Linked DNA regions of Bombyx mori: region 1 is linked to region 2. Evidence: chromatin contacts called from public Hi-C data. All regions are on one chromosome and are shown on one strand. The core of a region is the stretch at or near the end of the contact, and the rest is flanking DNA. Distances in the headings are between cores, read along the strand shown.

Region 1 (4,631 bases), core at 269-2,768, 110 kb before region 2:
ATTTTTTTCATTCATTGACGACGATCTCAGAGCGTTCGTTTGCGCAATACACTAACTCTTTTATGCAAACAACCGTGAATGAAGTGTACCAAAATAAGTTAGCACGTTACCGAATGACCGTGGGTTGTTGCGAAACCTCCAGTTTTATTTTCTTTATACCTCGAATAGAACTTAAAATTAATGTTTTTATAATAAGGAACTTCGTCACAACACACATCGAACACACATCTTTTTTCTATAGAAATCTACTTCCGGCATTATTATATAGTATTTATTTATGAAATTATTGTATTTCTTAACAGTATATGTGTTTAAATTTCTTCCTTCAGATACATGTGGAGTGAGGATAGACGTTCTAGGGAAAAACGCAGATAGAGAAACATCATCAAAAAGAAATTAATCTCTCATCGGGGGAATCACACCCCTCGGCAATGAGGAAGACGACGCGGAGAGCAGAATTTATTGTATTACTTATTATTTATTAATAATATATTTTAAGGGATTATTTTGATAGGTCTATAAGAAATATTGTTAGTCAGAATTCCCGTAACGTATCTATTATATCTATTTCGGAGTTTTGCATTGTCAAAACAGTTGTCTAAGCAAGATCGCGCTAAGACTGCCTATTACACAAATCGACCTGCCTATTGACTGTCTCAACATGACTCAATGTAAGGCATGTTTTGGTGTGCAACAAATTATACTCTCTCTCTAACATGCATGTATATAGTGTAAATTATTTAATCATTATCTCATCCAAATAAGCTAGAGGAATATAAAAAATCTACCATTACCTATTGTTATATTTAACTGTTCTTAATGTAATAGACTTTTGGTTTAAAGATGACTCGAGTCTGCGGGCAGCGTCTGCCACAATCTACTTATCGCTACCTCGTCTCAATTAAACTCTAAAGAGGGGACGATGTCGATGTTTTAAAACCAAAATCGTAGTTCGCTTTAGTCAATTGAATTTATATAAGCTTTTAGCTATGTTCATTATCAATACTGGCTTATTTTAATATAAATAGTTTTTAACTGCTACATTATAATCGATGATTTAATAAGTTTGTCAATGGTATTGAGTATGGATCATAACGATTCTGAATTTCTGGATAAGCCCCATTTGAGCTTTAAATATCTTCCGTTCAGCAAGGAGTCGAAGCCTGAATTCCTATAGCTTTATTGACTTCTATTTAAGTTCCTTGCGGAATACAACTTACTTTGGACTACATTGTTCAGAGCAATAGATCCTGACTGCCTACGATAATGGAACAAACACTCATAAAAACAGGTAAGTGATAACATATTTGTACTTGTAAATAAATGCTTAATTTGATAAACATCTTAAAAGTGCTTTCGATTACATTCCTCCGTATTTATCACGATAAAATTTTCATAAAAGTTTTATGATGAAAAATATCGATATCGACGCCACCCCATCTCTTAGGGCCGTAAGAATGAGATGCCATAGACTTAAATCCGTTTCCCGCCATCGCACAATCTGCACCAAATGAACAACCAATCACTAGTGAAGAGGGCGGCGCGCGTCACCGGCAGACGCGTCCGATTGGTCAGTGTTATTAAACGGGTTGCCCACGATAAAAAAAAAATATATACCCAAAGCATAAAACCTAACAATTGAAAGCCACTTTTTGTTCGTGTTAAATTGATGAAAAAAGACTCAGAAAAATTGGTAGAGAGATGAAATAAATAATGATTTATAACTTTGAATCTTAACTTTTTAACTTATTGAACGTTAATGACTTTTGATTTTGCACGGTTATTTTTGAATATCCAACGGTTTTTCCTTTTCGCTTTTATTTATAGACTGTGTTGCCAGCTTTTATTAAGCTTCCTAATTTAATCATAATTAATGGTAGGATGGATCGCAATTTTTCCTTTTATTACTTTGTACGCGAATCAAAATGTGCTGTACGAAAAAATTTTTAGTTAATCCTACGTTTTGCTGTCGTATTTAAATCCAGAATAAGTATATACCTACGTGATTTTGTAATGTGGCACTGATTTGCTTTGATTTGCTTACAAATATACCTACAGTTGATATTCTTGATAGACTTTTTGTAAATATGTCTTTGTTTTTTTATAACGTAGACGGACTATCAAGGTCGCAGCCAATCTGGTATGCGGAATAATTACTTGAGGCTATCAACATCAAAATATCGATAATGCCACCCACTTTAATACATGCGTTTCGCTTTGAAGGGTGGGGCAGCCGTTGTAACTATAATGAGACCTTAGAACTTATATCACAAGGCGTGTGGCGCATTTACGTTGTAGATGTCTATGAGTTCCAGTAACCACTTAACACCAGGTGGGCTGTGTGCTCGTCCTATCATCTAAGCAATAAAAAAAAACATGAGATCGTATTCTCAATTGTATTGTATAAGCGAGTGCTCCATCATCAAACGGGAATGCTGGTACTTCGTGATAGAAATAAACAGGATAGTAGTAACTACCCGAGCGTTCTTACAATTCGCCTTGCCGCCAATAATTACGCAATAAGTGGTTACCGGCCAGGACCGAATAGACATAAACAACCTAAATGGTACCCAACCTGAGCTCTGACGGCGGGATGGATGTAGGTAATGTGCTCCGCGTCAACCCTGTCCCGCCGTCTCAGTAGCCCCGACTGGGTTCCCGCCCGGTCCGGGGTAGGGCGCCGGTTGTGAGCGGCAGGAGTTTTTAGTGAGGTTCAACTTCAACATACCCCATCTGCCGCGCGGGTGGGGATCCGGCGATTTTCTCCTGTGGAAAAAAAAAACCTGAGATCTAAGTCTCAATTTTAGACCGGCTATCCCGCTCTTGAAACAATCATTCGCGAAGCAGCTGCTCTTGAGTCGTTAGGTCTTCTTCAGAGTCGCTCCTGCAGCTGTTAGCTAATCCCTCCCCTCCTGGCCGAACCTTTTCTCACCCACATGTCCTGGTGAAACTAGAAAGGCCCACGGACCACCAGTAATTCTACAATCATAAAAAATAATAATCTCGAAACCTAAACGCATTACTGTTTCACGGCACAAAAAGGCATGGTGGTGGTACCCACCTGTGCGGGCTTAAAACACGCCGTTTTTTTATATATTTTTATTGCTTAGTTGGGTGGACGAGCTCACAGCCCACCTGATGCTAAGTGGTTACTAGAGGCCATAGACATCTACGACGTAAATGCGCCACCCACCTTGAGATATAAGTTCTAAGGTCTCAAGTAGGTATAGTTAGAGTACCTAGTAGAGAGTAACTAAGCAAATAATTTGCATGAGTTTGATTTTTATAACACGATGCGATCCTGTCATCGCTCTAGTCTAGTAGTTCCTTGGAAATATCGATATCTGCCCGCGATATTTGAACATCGGGACAGTCGCATCTCTCGATAGTACACCCAATAGTTAGTACACCCAATAGTAGTATCCAATAGTACATAGTACGCCCAGCGTCTTCTCTCTTAAACCAGGCCGACTTCACTTCCCAATCTTTTTACTGCTACTAAAACAGATCAGTTTGCTGGGTTGGCTGAGTTGGAACAGCTTCTGTTTGCCGCCAGAGGGCGCTGTTCCAACTCCATACAAAATTGAGTTAACTTTTACGCTATCGGAAAGTTAAAAAACTCGCACTAAACATACCTGCAGATTGACGACAAATTGATACACACTTAATTTAAAGTTTTTTTTTCTTTTTTTTATTGCCCTTGTAGGTAGACAAGCATACGGCCCATCTGATGGTGAGTGGTTACCGTCGTCCATGGACTTCAGCAATGCGAGTAGAGCCCAGCCACTGCCTACCGCTAAGTACTTTCTACAAGCCTCGTTTGAAGAAGGACATGTCATAGCGCTCGGGAAACACCGTGGAGGGGAGCTCATTCTATAGCCGGATGGTACGTGGCAAAAAAGATATCTGGAAACGCACTATGATGACCGCATCCAAGCCAGAGCCTACCTGCTGCTGCTAAAAGCTAGCTTGTACTTAATTCACGTCTGAATTTAGTATTGTATGCGAAAAAGGCAAACAAAGAAATATAATAATATATAGGTAATATGTATGTGTGTGTGTGTATTTGTATGTATATATATTGTTTTGTATCTTGTAATATGTATATATTATTATATGTAATGTTTACTGTATGCACTAGGTTTGAGTTCCAAATTCTTCTCTCCTTTTGCGGGCCTACTGGAAGAGATTTCAACATGAAATAAGTAGTGCCCTTGTACTCTGTATCCTTAATATCGTGTTTTTTCTAACAGCTGTGTGTACAAAATATATTAAATAAATAAATCTATATGCGTTTTGCGTTATGCGTAAGCATATAAAAACAGTTTGTAGCGACAAGCAACATTTGTGGTACCCAGTGGCGTACCTAGAACTTTTGCCGCCCGGGGCGATCTCCAGTCTGCCGCTCTTTCTATTATAAGTCAATCAAATAGTGGTTTTTATAAATTAATACACATAAATAAATTATTAAGTTATTTAATCAATATTAATTAATACACAGAGTAAATTTTTTATTATTTGTATGCACTCGTTTGAAGTCGTCGTGGCCTATGAAGTCGTCGTGGCCTAAAGGATAAGACGTCCGGTGCATTCGTATCGAGCGGTGCAACGGTGTTCGAATCTCGCTGGCG
Region 2 (5,057 bases), core at 593-3,092:
GTTTGCCATGACTGATATACCTAGTAGTGTCTGTAATACGTAGTGTATGAAATGTAAGCTTTTTAAAAATTATAATAAAAATCTTTTTTATCCAGAAATTATCTTCTAAATTTATAGAAGCAAAAAAATATATTTCACAAGTACTTTTATTATTAAAGAAATTTATATAACTAAAGATTTATTTCCTCTCGATACTCAATAGTTCAACAAGTCCGTTCACTTCTCTATCACGGTAGTGTTGTAACAGGAAAAACCCGATGATAGTCGTTAATAAAAAATCGGTCCCTAATGTCCGACGGAATGGCGACAAATTAGTGGACAAGGCGCCTGCAATCTCACCTCGCCAAATAATGGGGCGCCGAGTTAAAATAAATAGTTCGCTGTGTGTGTCATCGCACGCAAGGGTGCAATTATTACGGACGGACATCGCTAATTCTAACTTCGGTTAAGGAAACTTTTTACTGGTGGTAGGACCTCTTGTGAGTCCGCGCGGGTGGGTACCACCACCCTGCCTGTTTCTGCCGTGAAGCAGTAATGCGTTCGGTTTGAAGGGTGGGGCAGCCGTTGTAATTATACTTGAGACCTTAGAACTTATATCTCAAGGTGTATGGCGCATTTACGTTGTAGATGTCTATGGGCTCCAGTTACCACTTAACACCAGGTGGGCTGTGAGCTCGTCCACCCATCTAATTAATAAAAAAAAAGAATGCCGAAAACATGCGAACATTTCGTCTTTTCGCATTAAAAGTTTCCAAAAATATTCGAAATTGAGTTAATATGCGGAATCATTCGGCACCCCAGTATTTTTCTCATAAATACTGTCAAAAGAGCGTAGTTTAGTTATTGTTTTTTTTTTACCTATATTTTGACTACTATTAACAAAATTAATACATAAAACTTATCTTACTTTAAAATACAGATAAAATAATATAAAATAATATCTAACAGGTAAAAAATAGAAAATAAATGTTGCAAAGATGATTAATATTAAAAATATCACATGTTACACCTTTAAAACACTCTCCTGTAAAAATTAGTACGTTTTGAGATTATACAGTTTTAATGCGAGAAGACGATTTGTCAAGTGATTTCGGTATGCTGATCTTTTTATAGAGATAAATTACAAGAGCCTCGGGAAAGTACTCACCGTTTAATCTATCTTTGACGACCTGGTGAGCAAAAGCAGCCGCGGCCGCCTGTCTCATGGGGTCTAACGCAACACCCCAAGCCCCAAGTGCACCCAACGCTCTATGAGCCGGAACTCTCACAACACCGGGATTACTAGAAAATCCATACCCACCACCCAACCCTAACCCCGGCCTTAACAAGAGTCCGGAGTTATGATAGAGGCCCGGTGCGTGTGAGAAATTTAATGCCAAACTAGAACTGTCTTTAGCGTCGTCTTTGGCACTTTCCGATTCAGTGTCCTGGTCACTTCTATCATCACTCTCGCCAGAATTCCTTCGCTTATCTATATCTTCGAACTGCTTCCCCAGCAGCCGGGATATACTGAACGGCAGATTGACTCTGGGCTGGGTCTCTGTCATGTGGTCGTTTGGCGAATCACGGAACCTCTCGTGGTAGCTATGTTCGGAATCTCTGTCTTCCGAAGCGATACTTCGGTCGCAGTGCCCCGAGAGTCGGCTGTCAGAGTCCACGTTGATCTCCTCCTGGTCATCGTCTGAATGCACCGATGACATTTTTATTCGATATTCAATACGTCACTAGCACATAACCTTGTTCGTAAATTTAAGTGTAACAATTTTCACTTTTACGGTAAAATGTTAGTTCCGAAAATCGGATTGCAACTGTCGTACGATTCAAAAACGATTTATTCTGAGGAGCGCGTCACTAAACGCTCGACCGCACGGCTCTGTATCGTTCAGGACAATATGGGGCAAAACCGGCCAATCACCACTATCCCCACTTTTCTGATTACAAACGCAATAGTTCGGCCACACAAACGCCTCAACTATGCGCGCTGAGTGGAACAGTTTCCAACAAAAGCTTAATACGATTTCCGAACATAAAAACTCGTTTGGACTCACTAACTTAAACGTAACGATTCGTTCTATCTCTCTCGTTGCGTGTCTCGCTTCAATTGTGCCCCCCACTTTTGCGCTGACAAGTGACTTTGTCTTTTAATCTTGAGATAACAGAGCTCATTTTGGCAGCGCAAATCGTTCCACTTGGCATATTTTAAGTGCCTTCGTAACAAGGTAAACATGCATGCTATGGCTCCGTGGAAAAAGACAGAGAGCGAAACGCGATCCGATCCGAGAACGCGGTAGAACAGGACAGGTATACTTCTGACAATGGGCGTGTTCGGGTTTCTTGTAACGCGTCATTTAAATCCAGTTATGGCCTGACAAATGGTGTACATATTAAGGGGGCAATGTTAGGAAACTATTTTTGAATCTTTTAAGACAGTTAAATTATTTACGTTCGGCGGTAGACCGAGCTCTTCCATAGCAGACAATGCACTTTATAATAAAACAGTTCCCAAGTTCCGTGTTATGGGCATAGATAAGTCGGGATAATGTATTGTCGAAGATAGCCACTTTACGTTATCGAGGCTGACAGAAAAAGGCAAGGGGTGTTAGATTATTGTTTCCCTGTTCATAACACAATGATGCTCGGCTTGCGATTTAATCGAATTGAAACTTGATCAATATCGGTATTGTGGGTTGCTATTAACGAATTTGGGATTTATTTAATAGATTATTTTTATGATTTAGTTTTATCTATATCGACTCTGTATCGGTACCCACGGGATGGCTGTAGAAAAAAAGGAAGACAGCCAAAACGTTGGGAAGATGAAATAAGGAGTGTCGCCGGCCCGCATTGGAGTCGAATGGCCAAAAATCGAGAATATTGGCAATCTTTAGAGGAGGCCTTTGTCGAGAGACAAGCTGTTTTTTAAAACCACACCGAACGCCGAACGGAATAATTGATATTGATTATAAGTTGCACTTAAATTTAATTTATTATTAAGTAATGTATTAAGCTAGTAAAACAGCAATAAAGGCTTATTATTATTATTATTATTATTATTATATCGACTCTATTGTTATTATTAATATTAGTGAAGCCCGTTCAAGTTCCAATGTGACTATCGATATCTATATATTAATACGTGAAGCAAAAACTTTGTACCCCTTTTTACGAAAATTGCGCGGACTGAGGAGTATGACATTTCTCACACTTATAGAGAATATAGAGAAGAAGTGCAGAATGCTATTTTTTTTTAAATTATGTATTAATAACACATTAAATCAATAAAAAAAACATTACACACACTACCATGTATTTGACACACACACACATATACACTTTGTCCTAACCCATGCATCAGCCCGCTGAGTTTCTCGCCGGATCTTCTCAGAGGGTCGCGATTCCGATCCGGTAGTAGATTCATTCGCAAAGCAATTGCTCTTGAGTTGTTAGGTCTCCTGCGGAGGCGCTCGAGCAGTTGTTAGCAAATCCCACTCCTCCTGGCTGAGCCTTTGCTCGCCCACCTGTCCTGGTGAAACTGGAAAGGCCTTCGGGCCACCAGTAAATTTCAATCATTAAAATAAAATAAAAAAAAACATATACACTTACATATACTCTTTGTTTATTGGCAAACTTTTTTTATGGCTTAAAGTCGGTGGTCAAATTGAGATGAGCTTACTTAATATTGTTTATCTTTAATATTATTTGTCTATAGTCTAGGTAGTCTTGGCGAAATCTATGATTATCGAATTAAGACAATAGATTAGAATAGTATTTGACAATAGAACCACAATAAAGCTGAAACTTATAATATAATTTCAATTAATTAAAGTCGAATTTCGACTACTGCGGGACCACTAGTTAGTAGTAGGTATATTATACCTATATACGTATACATATATTATATTATTAGATTATATATTAGATAGGACTATTCTGATGTTCGAGTTCGAATTCCCATAAAATTTCGCATTCATAATATTGATAGGATAATCTTTAATTATATTGACTACATATATCTAACACATTATCTATATTTATTGTTGGAGACGTGGGGGTTTGTATTAGAAGATCATTTGAAGGAATTAAAATGTTCCATTGTCCACAATTTGTATCTAACAAACGCAAACTGAAATTTTTAGATCGATCTTAATTATTAATAGTCACAATTATTAGGTGGCCAAAATAACTATACGTGCCTTCTATAATAAAATGCTTTCGTATATTTTTTTCAAACACACACTCAAAAGGCTATAAACTCATTTGCTTAATAAAAAATTTATTAACTTTACAATTATTATTTATTATTATTAATACTTTATTTCAGTTTTTTTTTTTTTCTTAAACCATAACATTTTGTTAGTAATAATTACTTATAATCTATGTTAGTAACTTAAAAAAATCTAACACATAACTATCACTATATACATTTTATACCATTACATTTTTTTTTTATTTATTTTTTTTCTCCTTCCATGTGCCTACTGCAAAGGCTTTTGATCAGCCGTTCCTTTGATCAATGTTTTCATCGCTTTTCGCGAGACCTTGATAATTTAAACATCCTCCAGATACGATTTAATTTCGCACTTATTACTTTGATATTACTATTACTAAACATTTGAATACTTTAAAGTTTACGGGGCTACTCGATATTTATGTTTTTATGTATTTATTGCATAGATGGGTGGACGAGCTTACCCCCACCTCGTGTTAAGCGGTTACCGGAGACCATAGACATCTACAGCGTAAATGCGCCAACCCCCTTGAGATATAAGTTCTAAAGGTCTCAGTATAGTTACAAAAGCTACCCTATCCTTCAAACCAAAACGCATTACTGCTTCACGGCTGAAATACGCAGGGCGGTGGTACCTACCCGTGCGGACTCACACGAGGTCCTACCATCAGTAATTAAGCAAATTATAATTTTGCAGATTTAATTTTTATTACCTATACGATGTTATTCCTTCACCGTAGAAGTCAGTCGTGAACATTTGTTAAGTACGTATTTATTAGAAAAATTGGTACCCGCCTGCGGGATTCGAACACCTTTGCATCGCTAGATA

The links. A called contact is a pair of places that touch in the nucleus more often than the background predicts.
Region 1: a contact with region 2 is called in a Hi-C map of middle silk gland, with 2.2 times the contacts expected there. The contact joins the enhancer-like site here to the promoter of LOC101743912 in region 2. A contact is called at or near these places in 3 of 7 Hi-C or Micro-C datasets (middle silk gland, midgut and whole pupa).

The regions. Positions count from the first base shown.
Region 1 is chr26:6,320,063-6,324,693 of ASM3026992v2, reverse strand. No RefSeq gene overlaps it. Among protein-coding and RNA genes, the nearest start is that of Crz, 21 kb to the left of the region's middle. Within about 2 kb of position 1,518, at least 8 of the 8 cell types and tissues checked have open chromatin away from gene starts, as enhancers often do.
Region 2 is chr26:6,209,240-6,214,296 of ASM3026992v2, reverse strand. It overlaps LOC101743912 (T-cell leukemia homeobox protein 1), which reads right to left and starts at 1,842. Exons shown (of 3, transcript XM_038020724.2): 1 at 1,148-1,842. The coding sequence starts at 1,700.